3 separate regions of the Zea mays genome follow, and all the other regions are linked to region 1. The links are chromatin contacts, called in public Hi-C maps. All regions are on one chromosome and are shown on one strand. Each heading gives the region's core, a stretch centred on a gene start, on an enhancer-like site or on the middle of the called end of the contact. The rest is flanking DNA. Distances are from core to core; before and after follow the strand shown.

Region 1 (4,549 bases), core at 1,352-3,851:
GCGGGGCCGTTATTTACTGCTCTGATCTAGGCAAACGCCGCCTGGTCCCCCGGTTTCGTTTCTATTCCCTCTCCCTCACCATGCATTTGGGATCTATTCCCTCTCCAAACGACTTTTAATTTCCCTTCCCTTTGTGAAAGGCAAAATCATCGCGATCGTTCCTCTCCATTCCCCGTCCCCCACCCCGCATTTCTAGTTCAAATCAAACTAGAGTGCCGCGTCTTTTTCGATTTTCGAACCCTTCATCCCCACGCAGGTTTTGCGCATGCACTTCGTAGTTTCGATGAGCCCCAGTGGCCCGTCAGCATTTATTTATTTGGTGTACAACTGTACATACATAGTACTACAAGCCAGCAGCGACGGAGCGACCACAGGTGACACCACACCAGAACGTGCGCGGCAGGCAACATCACGGGTACCAAGTACAAACTCTGCTCGAATTCACAAAAGGATTTTTTTTTTCGTCCGCACCGGACAACGACACGACGTACAAGACAACCAAGTGCAGGCAAATGCAGAGCCGAACCCCGCGGCCTCCGTCCGAGCCGCACGCGCGCACGGCAGAGGCGCGACAAGAGGCCGCCGCCGCGGGTCGTGTCGCTCACTCGCCCCAGCTCGCAGGAGTACATTACAGCGCGTCACCCGCGCAGCGTGATGACGAACGACGACCCCCATCCCCATTCCATCCGGACATCTGCTGCAGGCTGCAGTACAAAGGCAGGCGGCCAGCCGGCCTTTCGCGCCACCTCTCTCTCTCTCTCTCTCGTTTCTCTACCTGGCACTGGCGGTGGCAATCCGGCGCGACTCGTCGCGGCGGTGGGAGACGAGCTTGGCGGCGTCGCGCCACCACACCACCTCGCGCTCCTTCTCGTGGAGCCGCCGCTGCGCGCTGTCCAGCGCCGACTCCAGCTCCACGATCCGGTCCTGCTGCCGCTTCTGCAGCAGCTCGTGGAGCCGCCGCTCCAGCGCGCGCGCCGACACGCCGCCGTGCGGGGGACTCATCCTGTCCTCGCCGTACTCCACGTCATCCTCCTCCTCCTCCTCATCGCCGTCGTCGTCCTCTTCGCCCTCGCCGTCCACTTCATCATTATCGTCGTGCTTGTCGCAGCCACCGCCGTCGTAGTCCACGCAGCTGCGCGACGCGCTGTCGGGGGCGTCGCCCTTCGTCTTCACCTTCAGCAGCGGCAACTGCCGGCAACGTCAGCCACATCAGCAGCAAGCAAGACGAACACGCGTCGCGTCACACGGACGTACACGTACGGCGTGGTACGTGGTGGCGTACTGCGGTACTGGTGGTGATTTTTCGTTCCGCACGTACCTCGAGTCCTCGCGTCGGGGCGATCCGGCTGTCGCCGCCGTGGCCGTGCACCACCGTACCGCCGCGCCCACGCTGCTGCTGCATGCGGCTCAGCTCGGCCTGGAGCTCCGCCTCCATGAGGTCCATCACCACCGCCGTGCGGGAGCAGTTGGACGCGGCGTCGGCGTCGGCGTCGGCCGCGGGGAACGCGATCGGGTCCTTCACGGCGGTGGTGGTGGCGCTACTGCCGCCGTCGGATTCCTGCGACGTGGCGGGACCAGCGACGGCAGCAGCAGCAGCAGAAGTAGGGTGGCTCGCCGCCTGCTTCTCCTCCTCCTCCCTGTACCGCGACGCTTGCCTGATCTCCGACACCAGGGCCTCCATCTGCGCGCGCAGCTCCACCATCTTGTTCAGCTCCACGGCGCTCTTGGACAGCAGGAGCACCAGGCTCGCGCCCAGGCCCAGGTTCATGGACACCAGCTCCTCCTCGGGCTTCTTCCTCCCTGCGGAATCCGACAAAACTCCAGCATTAGCATCACTGCTCTCGACGTCTCCATAATTCAAGCAAGCGTTCTGAATTCAGCGGGAGGTTTTTAGTGCATATGATGATCCTCCTGCCTCGGAATGCCGAACCTAGCGAACTCCGCGGCGTCTCGAGGGGCAGCTCTGGCAGCGGCGGCGGCGGCGGCTCGACGACCTTAACCCGGGGAGTCTCTCCCTGCTCGGCGCCATCCTTCCGTTCCTCCCTCAGCCCGCCGCCGTACCGCCGCGGCAGCCGCACCCGGCACCCGAACCCTCCTCCCCCGCCACTCCCGCCGTCGCCGCCGCCACGCAGCAGGATACGCGACAGCAGCGACCGCGGCGACGGCTGCGCGTCCACCCCGCTCGCGGTGCGCGCCAGGTGCGCCCGGATGGACGCCGCCGCCGCCGCCGAGGAATTCGCGGCCGCTAGGCGCGGCGGCGGAGGCAGGGGCAGCGACGACGAACCCGCGTCCTCTCTAACCCTCCCTCCCGCTCGACCCCTCACGCAGTTCTCCATTGGAAAAAGCGATGGAACAAACAAGCAAGCAAGCTAAGCTATAGCGCTATGCGCGTGCCTGCCGCCCGCCGAGGAATTCGAATTCTTGGCCACGCCACGCCACGCCCCGTTGCTGCTTTGCTCCTGCATGCATGCGTAACGCCACGTATTTATAGGAGAGGAAGGAGAAGATCGAGGGCGAGGAAGAAGAAAGAAGCTCTCCCGGCCTCTTCCGGAAAGGCGCGCGGCAACTTTGGAGGGAAGTTCGGCAAGTTTAAAAAAAGCGGCGGGGGGAGTGTTAAATGCCGGTACTAATCTAGGCGATGAATGATCTTGGAAGCTTGCTTGGGTTGCGCTAATGGCGCGCTGGCCCCACCGTCGTCCCAGGCCAGGCATGCAATTGGAGGCGCAGGGGAGGGAGGAATTAACTGCGGGGGGCGAGCAACCCATGTTGATGCTGCTGCAGCCTGCGGGGGAAGGGAAGCTGCCGCTGCCGGTACCAGTAACTGCGCTGCGGGCTCTGCCGTGCTGCCATTTTTAACCCTCTGCACGCAAACAATCTCTCGGAATGGAACTGTGAATTCCTGGGTGTTACTGACGGCCGAACCGAGCAGAGCAGAGGTCGGGCAGTGCCAGGGCCAGGGAATTTTCCTTCTGGAGACTGGAGGGTGTGTCCTCATGTCAGCGTCGTCCAGTGCAGTGCAGCGCTGTGCCTGCCTGTGCCTGTGCTACTGCTGCTGGGAGGAGACGGAGCTGCAGCCTTGCAGGGTGCGCCTAGGTCTAGGCTAGGTAGGGCGTAGGCATTTTTCGTTAGGCCGGAACTAGGTGGCGGGGAGACGTCGGATGAAGCATCCGACGGCTGGTATTGAGCCCGGCAAAACGAGTCGTAGTAGGGTAGAAGCTCCGTGCAACTGTGCAAGTGCGTCACCAGCAGCAATACGGGTGGTGTAGCTGTAGCAGCAAGCAGCAGCATTTTCACCACACAGGATAATTTTTTTTTGAAATGCGTCCGTCTCTGACTCTCTGATCTATTATAAAAAAACACTCCACTAATCATGGATGGCGTGGCCTAGGCACCTATATAGCTCAACCTGATCCAAAGACACGCACGATCATGGCCTGGCCTAGTTGGCGAGCAGCGAGTTACTCCTAATTTGTCCAGCCGACCAGTCCATTACATATGGCCACGTCATGCATGACACCATGCATGGCGATTAGAGTCCCGTACCATATACACAAACGCTACCTCGTACTAACTTGCGTGTTAACTGCGGATTCGAATTGAAACGATGAGGAATTAAATGGGAGAGCCACGGGGTTTTTTTTAACTCCCAGCAGCTGGTTAAACCGCCCGCGCTCCGATCCGGATAGAACTGAAGGCTTTGGGCATTGACCGTTGATGATGAGGAGTTCAAATTCAATTCGTCCGTGAACAGTACGTGTAGCTAGGCACCGTATTCCAGTCATCGATCAGCTGCAGGTAACAACGCCGCCAAACCGAACCATGCAGCAGCAACTGGTTCTCGTACACTGTTATTAGGGCGATAAATACTTGTTGTCTGACTGACGAGGACAGACCTTAGGGCATGTACTACAAACTTGTACAACCCAGAGGCTTATTAGGATCGATTTGTAAAGTATAAGAGACGGTTAAGAAATTGCATAATACAACTCAGAGCCTATAAATCATAAATACAGTTAAGACATAATATGTATAGAGAGTGGTGTAGAGACGGGCTCTCCACGAAGAGACTGTCTCTTGATTTATTTATTTATTTATTGCACTTACTACACCCTAGAGACTGTTTAAAAGATGTCTAATTTGAGCGTACTGTGAGCTCAAAAAAAAAGTTACGGTTACACACAGCTCGTTCGTACACTTCTCCGTAACATTCTTGATTTATAGCACTAATAAAACAGGGAAAAGTGAAGTTATTAACTGAAGAGTGGCTTGTTGGGAGACTAGTCTACAAACTACGTACTTAATTGCATTATTAATTGCTGACAGACGATAGCTTTATTTGTTTAAATTACTACGCACTCCAGCAGCCATGCATGCAAGGGCCGGCCGGCTAGCGACGAAGTCGTTATTAGCTAGGGGATTAATTAGAGCTATAGACTGCTTGCGGAGTACTGTATAAAATTACTTCTATACTTCCAAGCAATCGTCATTCTAATTACTTTTACTTTTACTTTTACTTTTACTTCCAAGCAATCGTCATTCTAAGCAAGAC
Region 2 (4,549 bases), core at 1,086-3,585, 390 kb before region 1:
TCTAGAACCTGATCGTAGGGCATCTTCACTTTCTTCAAAAAGTTACCAACCGTCCGCCCATGTGATGAAGTGGAGTACCTTATGGAGAAGAAATTTAATGTATACACAGAAGAGGGCAAACCTTGGGCAGTACAGCGAACTATTGAGCTACATTTTCCTTACTATTAAGTCAGTTTACATGTGTGAACCAGGAACTACTAGCTTACCACGGGATGTTCAGAGCCTGGAAGTACATGGAACCCTAAAAATAGGAAACAAACAAACAAACAAACCATAGAGCTGAGAATTTGATTCACTTAATGTTACAATGGTAATGCACAAGTAATATTACACATGAGACCAACATTATTATCACTAAATACATACATTTTGCCAGAGTGGATCATCCGCTCCCAGTTGAGTAACATCCAGCACGAACTTGACTTCATAAAGCTTTGCTGTGGTCTCCATCTTCATAGATAACGGTTTTTTATCAAAAAGGCAAACCGAGAAATGATTGTAGAAAATATACATTCTTCCTTGGTGCATTTTTTAATGCCATGAAAGAGGAAAAAAAGGCTAGATTGTGGATCAATAGAGTCACAAACAACCTGACATTTCCAAGGAACACCAAAGACAGACTTTTGCATCGATCAGCGGCAAAAATATGCCAAACGGGCTAGTGGAAAATCAGAACTAACTTGTGTACTTGTGTAGCGTTAACTGATACATACGGAATTACGGAGAAGATTGGTGGGGCACGATCACTATACAAGAATGCAGTTCGGGACAGGTCAGTGCTTATTGCAGTGAAAGCATTATCAGGAGGCACGTGTGCCTCATCGGGAAGAACATATGCATGTGCCGGATCCAGGTAAGTCCAATGACATGGTTATATAGTAATACCAATCTTGGATCAGGCATGTGTAGGCCATCAAACCTGACATCTATTACGGTAGAACCTGTGGAAACGCATGGCTGGTCAGAAGAACAGGACACGCAACTACGTGAGCAAATCGTTGTCAGAATGAGGGGAGTCATTTCTGAATTTAATTCCATGGTTCAACCGTTGCGCACTCAACATGTTCCGTGCAAGATTTACTGAGCACTATGTTAGCAATCTACGACCTTAACCCGTAACCTAACGTCCTAACCACTAGACAATAAATAGATCGGATGATATATCTTTAGGATTGGGAGACCACAGAGAGATTGGATCTTAGTGTGTAGGAGGCAAGAAGGTACGACGAAATTGAGAAGAAAAAAAATTCTTGCAGGGAAAAAACATTCTTAAAACTTTGAACTCAAGCTTAAAACCTTGCCCAACTTAAAGGAAATACAGAAAATAAAATAAATAAAAGGAAAGAACACTATTATTGGCTCTAGTACCACTGTTAATAGTCTATGAACTTAGCTCGTAACTTAGTCACTAGAAAACGTAAAACAGAGGTATACCTTCGCGATTAGGAGTAGCGGTTATGGGAGTCGGATTGTGGCGTTCGGACGCGATGAAGACGATGGCGGCAGCCATTCCTTCACTAGCCGTGGAGAGATGATCAAATCTTGGTGTGTGTGACAGTGTGAGCGATAAGTACGACAAACATCATCTCTATTTGTTTAAACGGTACGAATGAAAGCCGTAACGAACGGGTTGTTGCGCCCCGATTAAGACACGAGTATGATGTCGTCTCGGTCCTGTGACTGAGTCGGATAGTGTGATGCGTTGTATAAGAAGGCTACCGTGGTGAACGAGACCATGTTTCACGCGTGTGCGAGCTGCAACCACACAAACGACCATGCCAATTGCCAACGCGAAGTGGGGACGAGGTGAGGTCGACAAGAGCGCCTCTAAGAAAATCCTGCGCATCACGAAGCAATGGGGAAGGGGACAATGCCAGGTCGCAAACAGGGGAAACCAAATGAAGAACACCACTCCACGAGGAGAGCAGAACCAGGCGCCGGAAGGCGCGTGTGAACTGTGAAGCAGAAGAGATCCCGGACCTATAGGGTGTGGAGGTGGGTGGGTGAGTGCGAAACGCGCGCACCTGCCTCAGGAGCCTCTCCTGGTCGATGGGTCCGCGCGCGCCGCCAGCGACGCTGAGGAAGGCGACGCCGCCGCCGCGCGCGCCCCGCCCGAGTGCGTCCACCCCGCCCCGCGGGATGAGCTGCGGCTCGCCGAGGCTGAAGGCCGCGTAGAGCGCGAGGCAGAGCGCGGCCTGCACGGCTACCGTGCAGCGCCACGGCGGCCGCTCGCGGTCTGCCGCTTCTCCCATGTCGGCAACCCTCTCTCTGGTGCTGTCAGGCCGGCTCCAACTCCAATGCCACCCCAGATAGCTCTCTGACCGCACGTACGGGTAGGCGTGGTAGATCACGATCCAAATGTCGTTTTATAATTTGTTTGAGTTTTTAATTACTTTTAGTTCATAAATAAATAGAAATAGAATCCAATTTGATTATTTGTAGTCTAAGATATTGAGTTTATTGCCACCTCTAGGTATGGGGCTACAATTTCCCCACCAATAGGGCTACAATTTCCAGTAGATAACTAAAAATGTATTTGTCTCTTTTACAGGTTAATTATATCGTTTTTAATTTTAATTATGCCCTATGATATAATAATAATGTGCACTATGGCAATATTATGATTTTTTAAAAAAGTCAAAAATGGTAAATATGTATGTTAATTAATATAGGGGAAGTTGTATAGAGAAAAATGTTTAAGATAAACTAAGTAAAAGAGAAAAATCTTTTAGAGAAAGAGTGAAATATATTAGAAAGTATAGATAAACGAATGTATGGGGACAATGGTTAGAGAGAACCTCAGATCCAAGCTGAAATGACGGAGACTAAGAGAAACTTTAAAAGATGTAAATCAACCCAAAACCATTAGGCCTTGTTCGTTTGTGTCGGATTGCACCCGGATTCGTTCCACTCAATCAAAGTTTATATAAATTAGAAAAACAATCCGGTTAGGAATTATTCCGACCCACCAATCCAACAGAAACGAACAAGGCCTTATTAGGAAGGAAAACTGGTCTTTCTTGTTCAGCTCCCTCGTCCTTTCACTAAAAATTTGGCGTCCCTCGTCCCATCATCTTCTCCCGTATATTTTCGCGTCATGTATCCCTCCCCAGTCCCCAATCTGTCCGCCCTCCGCACGCACAGGCTCCCGCGTATTTCGCCGCGCGCACACGGCGCCAGGCTGCCAGCCACGAGTAGCAAGAGCAGAACGCCTGGAAGTAGGAGAGAGAATGAAATTCTTTGATTTGTTTGTTCCACGTACGGGAAATTGGAGCAGAACGCCTACAGGCTACAACGAAGGATAAAATGCTTTTTTTGTTTTGATTTTCCTTGTGTCTGGCCAATAATACTGTTGGTTCATCTGTTTGTTTCTGTTGTACAGAAATCAGCCTGAAATCACAGATAGACAGATTTCAGGTTTTTTATATACTTTAGGGAACTGTTGGAGTACACGCTATAACTCACTTCTAAAAAAAATTAGAATGCCTTCAATAATCATTTTTAAAAGAAACTTTTTAGCATTCTTTTGGAGTTGATCTAACGTTGGCATCAATGTCGTGGGTGATGTGGATGAGGACGATGGAGTGACGCTTAAAAATTCAATCATTCAATGGTCCCAGTCGATCTCGAAGCCGCCACGCTTATGATTGGTAGATGTTGATTTCACAGACGATATAACCGCGGGCATCCGTCGGCCCTGTGGACCTCCGCTTGCCGCCGCTGCGTTGGCGGTAAAGACGGTTCGACCAGCGACGAAATCGACGGCAGGGGCGCCGCCAAGTGGGATATTTGCTATTTTATCATTATTATCATCGATGAGAATTTATCATCAGGTCTGCAAATTAGTTGGCATAATAAAAAGGAGGCAACAAACTGAGTTAATAGGTGAACTAATTCTTTTGCTAAACTTTTAACTAATTGTTTACCATCTAGCTAGCCAAAGTTTAGCTAATTGTTAACCAACAAGCTAGCCAACTATAGCTAATCCGTACTTATCCGTACTTATCTTTAGCCCCGTCTTATAATTAACCATTCGTATCCAAACAGGCCCTAAACACAGTACAAGACAACAGGGCAGCGATCCACCGGTTCGAGCACACAAAATGGCTGCATGAGTTCTAAATGTGTATGCATATTACAAGGACAACAAGTAAACCAAACGCATTAGCAGTAACACCCTCAGGCCTGGAGGTGCTTTCTTTGATGTTACAATATATAGCGCACATTCTGACCACAGTATACATAATGATTAGAGGGGGATTCCCTTTCTTACCACTCTGGAACCTACAAATCAACCATCGATTTCCATGTCCGCCTTGGCTGTCGAAGACTGCCCATGCGGTGCATCATGGCCTGAATCTTGTTGAGGAGCTGCTGCTGCTGCTGCTTTGGTGGCTGCATCTACCAATTCCTCTTTGATGGCACTGCCAGTACCATTTTGGTGTGGTCGCAAGGCCTCGACGACATTCTCGCACACAGTTTCAAACTGTCGAAGGCTATTGGCCAAACTAGAAGATGCGGACTTGTCTCCAAAGAAGGAACTGAGCGC
Region 3 (4,549 bases), core at 738-3,237, 280 kb after region 1:
AAGACGAAGGCTCCCAACAGTTCACGTATTATACATTGAATATTCCATGATATCTTTTCATCTAGTCACCAGGTTGTCGGTACCCATAAGATATTTCATGATATGTTTTAATTTTTCTTTATACTTATTTACTTTGACTATTCCATTCATTCATTTTTATTTTATATGCTACGTAACTTTTGTATTATTCTATATGATATCTCACGAAATATTTTTAGTTCTGAACACGGTTAAATATTTTCTTCTTAATTCTTAGCTCCTGTGTGCAATAGTAAGAGCAATACGTTTGCTCCTTTCATATATCTCCTAGTACTCTGATCATCTCCGAGTCCCCCCACCCCGCCAAGTCTTTTTAGAATCAAGTTCTTTTGGAAAACATAAAATGTATCTCCAACAACTTCTCTAAAGTAATCATAGTTTTTTATAATCATTAAAACTCCCTCATTTATAGCTACAAAACAGAGATTTTTTTCTCCCATGAAACATAGTTTGCCGCCACCCGTTATCCCGCAACTATTGTCGCACGACCCTCTATTAGACCTCTATCGTCGATCAGGCCTCCGTTGTCGCTCGACCTCGCTGTTGGTCTTCCCTCACCGGCCACGCCTGCCCATGTTTCACCAGTGACCTCTGATGGCAGCACAGGTTTGGTGGTTGGGCAAACGCCAAAACGCTAAAGAAAAAAAATACACCTATAAAATATATCAACGTGGGCTTAAGGCTGATCAGGTATAGTTTAAAATATTTTGATTCATATTTAAGGGAACTGTTGGAGAAATGATTAAAAACTATCCCAATATATTTTGAGATGACCCTTAAGATCTTGTTTGATTGCATCTGAATTGGAGGGGATTGATGAAGGTTAAATTTTTTTATTCAAATTTGATTAGAAAGAGATTTAATCACCTTCAATCCTTTTAATCCACCTCTAATTAAATAAGCTCTAGATTGATTTTAGAAGTCAATTTGCGAGAACTTTTGGAGATGCTCTACTATTTATTTCTCTTTTGGCCCTGTTTGTGATAGCTTCAGCTTAAAAAAATTTAGTAGAATTGTTAGAGCAGGTCATTAGATGCTATAAAAAACTATATAACCGAAGGTGTAAGACTTTAAAAGATATTTAAATAAGTCATTTTATTTATTATTTAGAATAAAAATATTTTTAAAACTATTTAAATTGATATTATAAACTATTGCTTTACATGGAGCTAGGAACTGGAGCATCCCAAAGACCTCGAACGTATCTCGAGGACTCGCGGAACTACTGGAGCACAGAGCAGTTTGGAAGCGAACATCGCAACCAGCAGAGCGGGCCGGCCCATCGGGGAGGAGGAGACCAGCAAAATCCGCTAGTCGGCGAGGTGCATGGTCCGACCGGTCAGACCTTAAGCGGCCCCTTGTTGGACGAGTTGGTGGTCTGTTTGTTGTGGGGATGTCGTGTGTTCTCGCAGTCGGCCCAATATATCATTGTGTTCAGTTATTCGGCCTGGTGAGTGGTGACGGCTTGGGAGCTCGGCCGTCGTACAGCGCAGACTCCGCGGAGGGATCGCCTATCGTTTTCTGATCTCCCCGCTCCTCCTATGTGCGAGCCACGTGACTGAACAGAAATGACAAAGGATCCCAAAGGCCGAAGACCAAAGCCCAAAAGCAAAAAGCCGAGCCCACTCGCGCAAAGTGGAGATCCGCATGCGCGACGCGCGCTACTTTCAGAGCTGAGACGAAGCAGGGGACCCTCAAGTTAAACCATCACTGACAGTGGGTCCGTCGTTGCACTTGGACCCTCATGCCGTCTCAGCGGCGCTGCGCTCACGCCGTCGTTCGGCACTCCGGCGGTTCTGCCCCTCTCCACTCGATCGCTGGCCGCGCGCAGCGCGCTACGGGCTACGGTGCTAGTGCGATCGCCGGTTATGCCGAAAGCGGCGCTGCTCTTTGTTACTGCATGTGCTAATCACCTTTAGGATGTGATAACGGAAAAAGCGAAGCCACACTTTGGTGACCTTTCTGTACGAGAAGTCGAGAACAAACGAACGGTGGATCACACGCGTGGCACCACTCCACGACTGCCGACGGGACGGGGACGGGGACGGCGCGACGTACGCACTACTCTCCACCGGTCTCCACTCCGCTCGCCACCCGCCCGCCTGCCTCGGAATCGAGGCCGGCCGGTGCTCGTGATTCCAGTCCTCCGTCGGGCGCGGCGGCGTCAGCGTTCCTCCGCCGTGTGCCGCCTCCCTCTCCATGGATTTCGTCTGCCCCGGCGACCCCGCGGTGCGATTCCTAAACCCCGCCAAAACCCTACTTGTTTTTATTTTTACCCCGGGCGCCGGACGTACGCTGGGGTTTTTGAATTACCGATCGCGACGTGGTCCTAACCCGTGACTGTTTTGGGGCGGCGATCTCTCGGTGCAGGTATGGGACGTCGACGGGAGGCGTTTCGGGCCGTGCTTCGCGGATTTATATCCTTGCCTTTTGATTTTGATCTCGAGTGGGTTGCAGTTGCAGTTCTGTGGTTTGTTGTCCTCGAGTGTGGTTTGCCGTTGGTGTTGTTCTGAGGTCTCTCCTTAACACTTTTGTCGTGGTTGCACGGTGCTGGGATTCGCTGGGAATGCGATCGCCGCGGTTGCTGCACTTGGGCTCTTCCTCGCCAAGAGGAACACAAACAGAGCTCAGGTACTTGATTTTGCTCTGCATCATCTACTACTTCTCCGTTTAATAAAGTAATCGATCATTTTTGCGATCATTTCGAGGAGCATTTCGCTGTCAACATTCAGGCTATGTTGACTATTTGGAATTCGTAGGAAAGTTAGTTGCTAACCATCGTCTCTTCCAGATTCTGCTTTTGCATGACATATTGGCATTCAAAAACTGTAAGGGATTAGACAGCCGAGATACTCCTATCCTAAAATAGTTGTTGTTCTTGTTTTCGAGAAATCAATTCTTTTTAACTTTAGTCAAATATATTTTATAGTATATAACCAGTATTATTAGATAGGCCATTGAATCTATCTGTATAATAAATTTATTTAGAGATGTAAATGCATGTTGATAATATTTTCTATAAATCTAGTTAAATTTGAGAAATTCTAACCAATGTAAATATTATAGCGGCAACTATTTTGGAATAGCTTTTCTTGTTCCTATTTGCATTTTACTTGTTTCTATCTGCATATTTTGACCTGATGTGACACATTAATGACGGAGATAGTTGCCTCCTGCTGTAGTACTAATTGTATGGGACTACTGTTCAGACGTACTTTATGTAAGTGCGTTGTGCTCATAGAGGGGGTAAAAATAAGGGTGCCAAGTGCCATCTACTATACTTACTGCTGCTCAGTTTGAATTCTGATTATTCATTGTTATGTTTACATTCTATGCCTACAAAGCAATACCTTGCTGTCCGTTGTCAATGTATTAGGCCTTATATCGCATTATATATTTCACATGTTTGTTTACGGTAGACCATTTGGAGTATTCAAGTAAAGCTTGCATGTTGCATTACCGATTTCGTCATAAGGCTATCCCTAGTAGGTGCCATATGCGAATATGCATTTTGAGCGGTCACGGTACATATGCGAGCACGCAAATGAGAGGACGCTTCGAATAGACCGGGCATGTAGACGCTCAAATAAACCCACGGAGGAGAGAGAAACCATAGATTTGGTGTATGTGGAGGGTGAGCGCACATTTTCCGCGTCCTCATCTGCGCTCTGCTGGAAGGGGCTATTGTGGCTCGCGAGCACACAAAATGCACATACGCACCCGTTTAGGGGCTCTACTGGAGATAGCTATGTAATTGTAGAATTAGCACCTTCAGTTACTCATGAATAAGTCGATAATTGAAACTGGATCAAGATTTCAGAAATTTGGTGGTCATACTAATACTAGGAGGATTCAAGCAGCTGGCAGCATAATATACCATCCAGATCCAGTACTACATAATAATATTATATGTTCTTGCATTAAAGCACTTAATGAAACAAGAAAACTTGACACAAGGCAAACCGTAAAAACAACAAATTACATTTTAACACCATATAGAAGCAATGCCCAAGGAGAGTGGCTCTGTTTACATTTAATGCCTGTTACCTGACAATTATCTTATTTAATTTATGTTCTTCATTATTTGTACCTTGTTATGTATAATAATAGTTCTACTGTTGTAGAACGTCACAAGAAGTTTATCGGAGAAGTTGCTTGCATTCGGTGTGCCTGGTTTTGCAGCCTGCCTTTCTTTGCTTGGATTGACTATGCTAGCTAAGAAGAAATTTGAAGGGAAGGATGTTAAAAATTATGAACTATTCTTCACATGCTCCCAGTTTATTGCATGGGTAAGAACTCTGTTATCATAATGATCTTGTTTCTCTTTCGAGTCATATAAATGTTTGAACAAATGTGCTTATGGTTGGTGCTAAACATTCCTTTTGATAGATGTCTCTAAGTCTTGTCCGTGTCAGTGGGGCTTGGTTTGAAATCCTCTATAACCCAATAATGTGCTTCTTCTGGATATTGAAGGTTATTCTAGAGATACCTCATTTGCAATACAAGCTTA

The links. A called contact is a pair of places that touch in the nucleus more often than the background predicts.
Region 2: a Hi-C map of endosperm shows a contact between it and region 1, with 2.0 times the contacts expected there. The contact joins the promoter of LOC100278723 here to the promoter of LOC103639738 in region 1. A contact is called at or near these places in 5 of 25 Hi-C or Micro-C datasets (endosperm, leaf and leaf mesophyll).
Region 3: a Hi-C map of bundle sheath shows a contact between it and region 1, with 1.8 times the contacts expected there. The contact joins the promoter of LOC103637972 here to the promoter of LOC103639738 in region 1. A contact is called at or near these places in 3 of 25 Hi-C or Micro-C datasets (bundle sheath, ear and leaf mesophyll).

Annotation. Positions count from the first base shown.
Region 1 is chr9:14,597,590-14,602,138 of Zm-B73-REFERENCE-NAM-5.0, reverse strand. It overlaps LOC103639738 (protein POLAR LOCALIZATION DURING ASYMMETRIC DIVISION AND REDISTRIBUTION), which reads right to left and starts at 2,601. Exons shown (of 3, transcript XM_020544230.1): 1 at 1,931-2,601; 2 at 1,319-1,800; 3 at 723-1,188. The coding sequence starts at 2,336. The coding sequence ends at 772.
Region 2 is chr9:14,987,537-14,992,085 of Zm-B73-REFERENCE-NAM-5.0, reverse strand. LOC100278723 reads right to left here and starts at 2,335. Exons shown (of 8, transcript NM_001151907.2): 1 at 2,025-2,335; 2 at 367-450; 3 at 207-241; 4 at 1-78. The coding sequence starts at 2,252. LOC103637982 (CHD3-type chromatin-remodeling factor PICKLE) reads right to left here. Exons shown (of 31, transcript XM_008660980.3): 31 at 4,023-4,549. The coding sequence ends at 4,292.
Region 3 is chr9:14,317,909-14,322,457 of Zm-B73-REFERENCE-NAM-5.0, reverse strand. It overlaps LOC103637972 (ABC transporter C family member 13), which reads left to right and starts at 1,987. Exons shown (of 36, transcript XM_008660967.3): 1 at 1,987-2,268; 2 at 2,410-2,456; 3 at 2,586-2,670; 4 at 4,164-4,328; 5 at 4,429-4,549. The coding sequence starts at 2,239.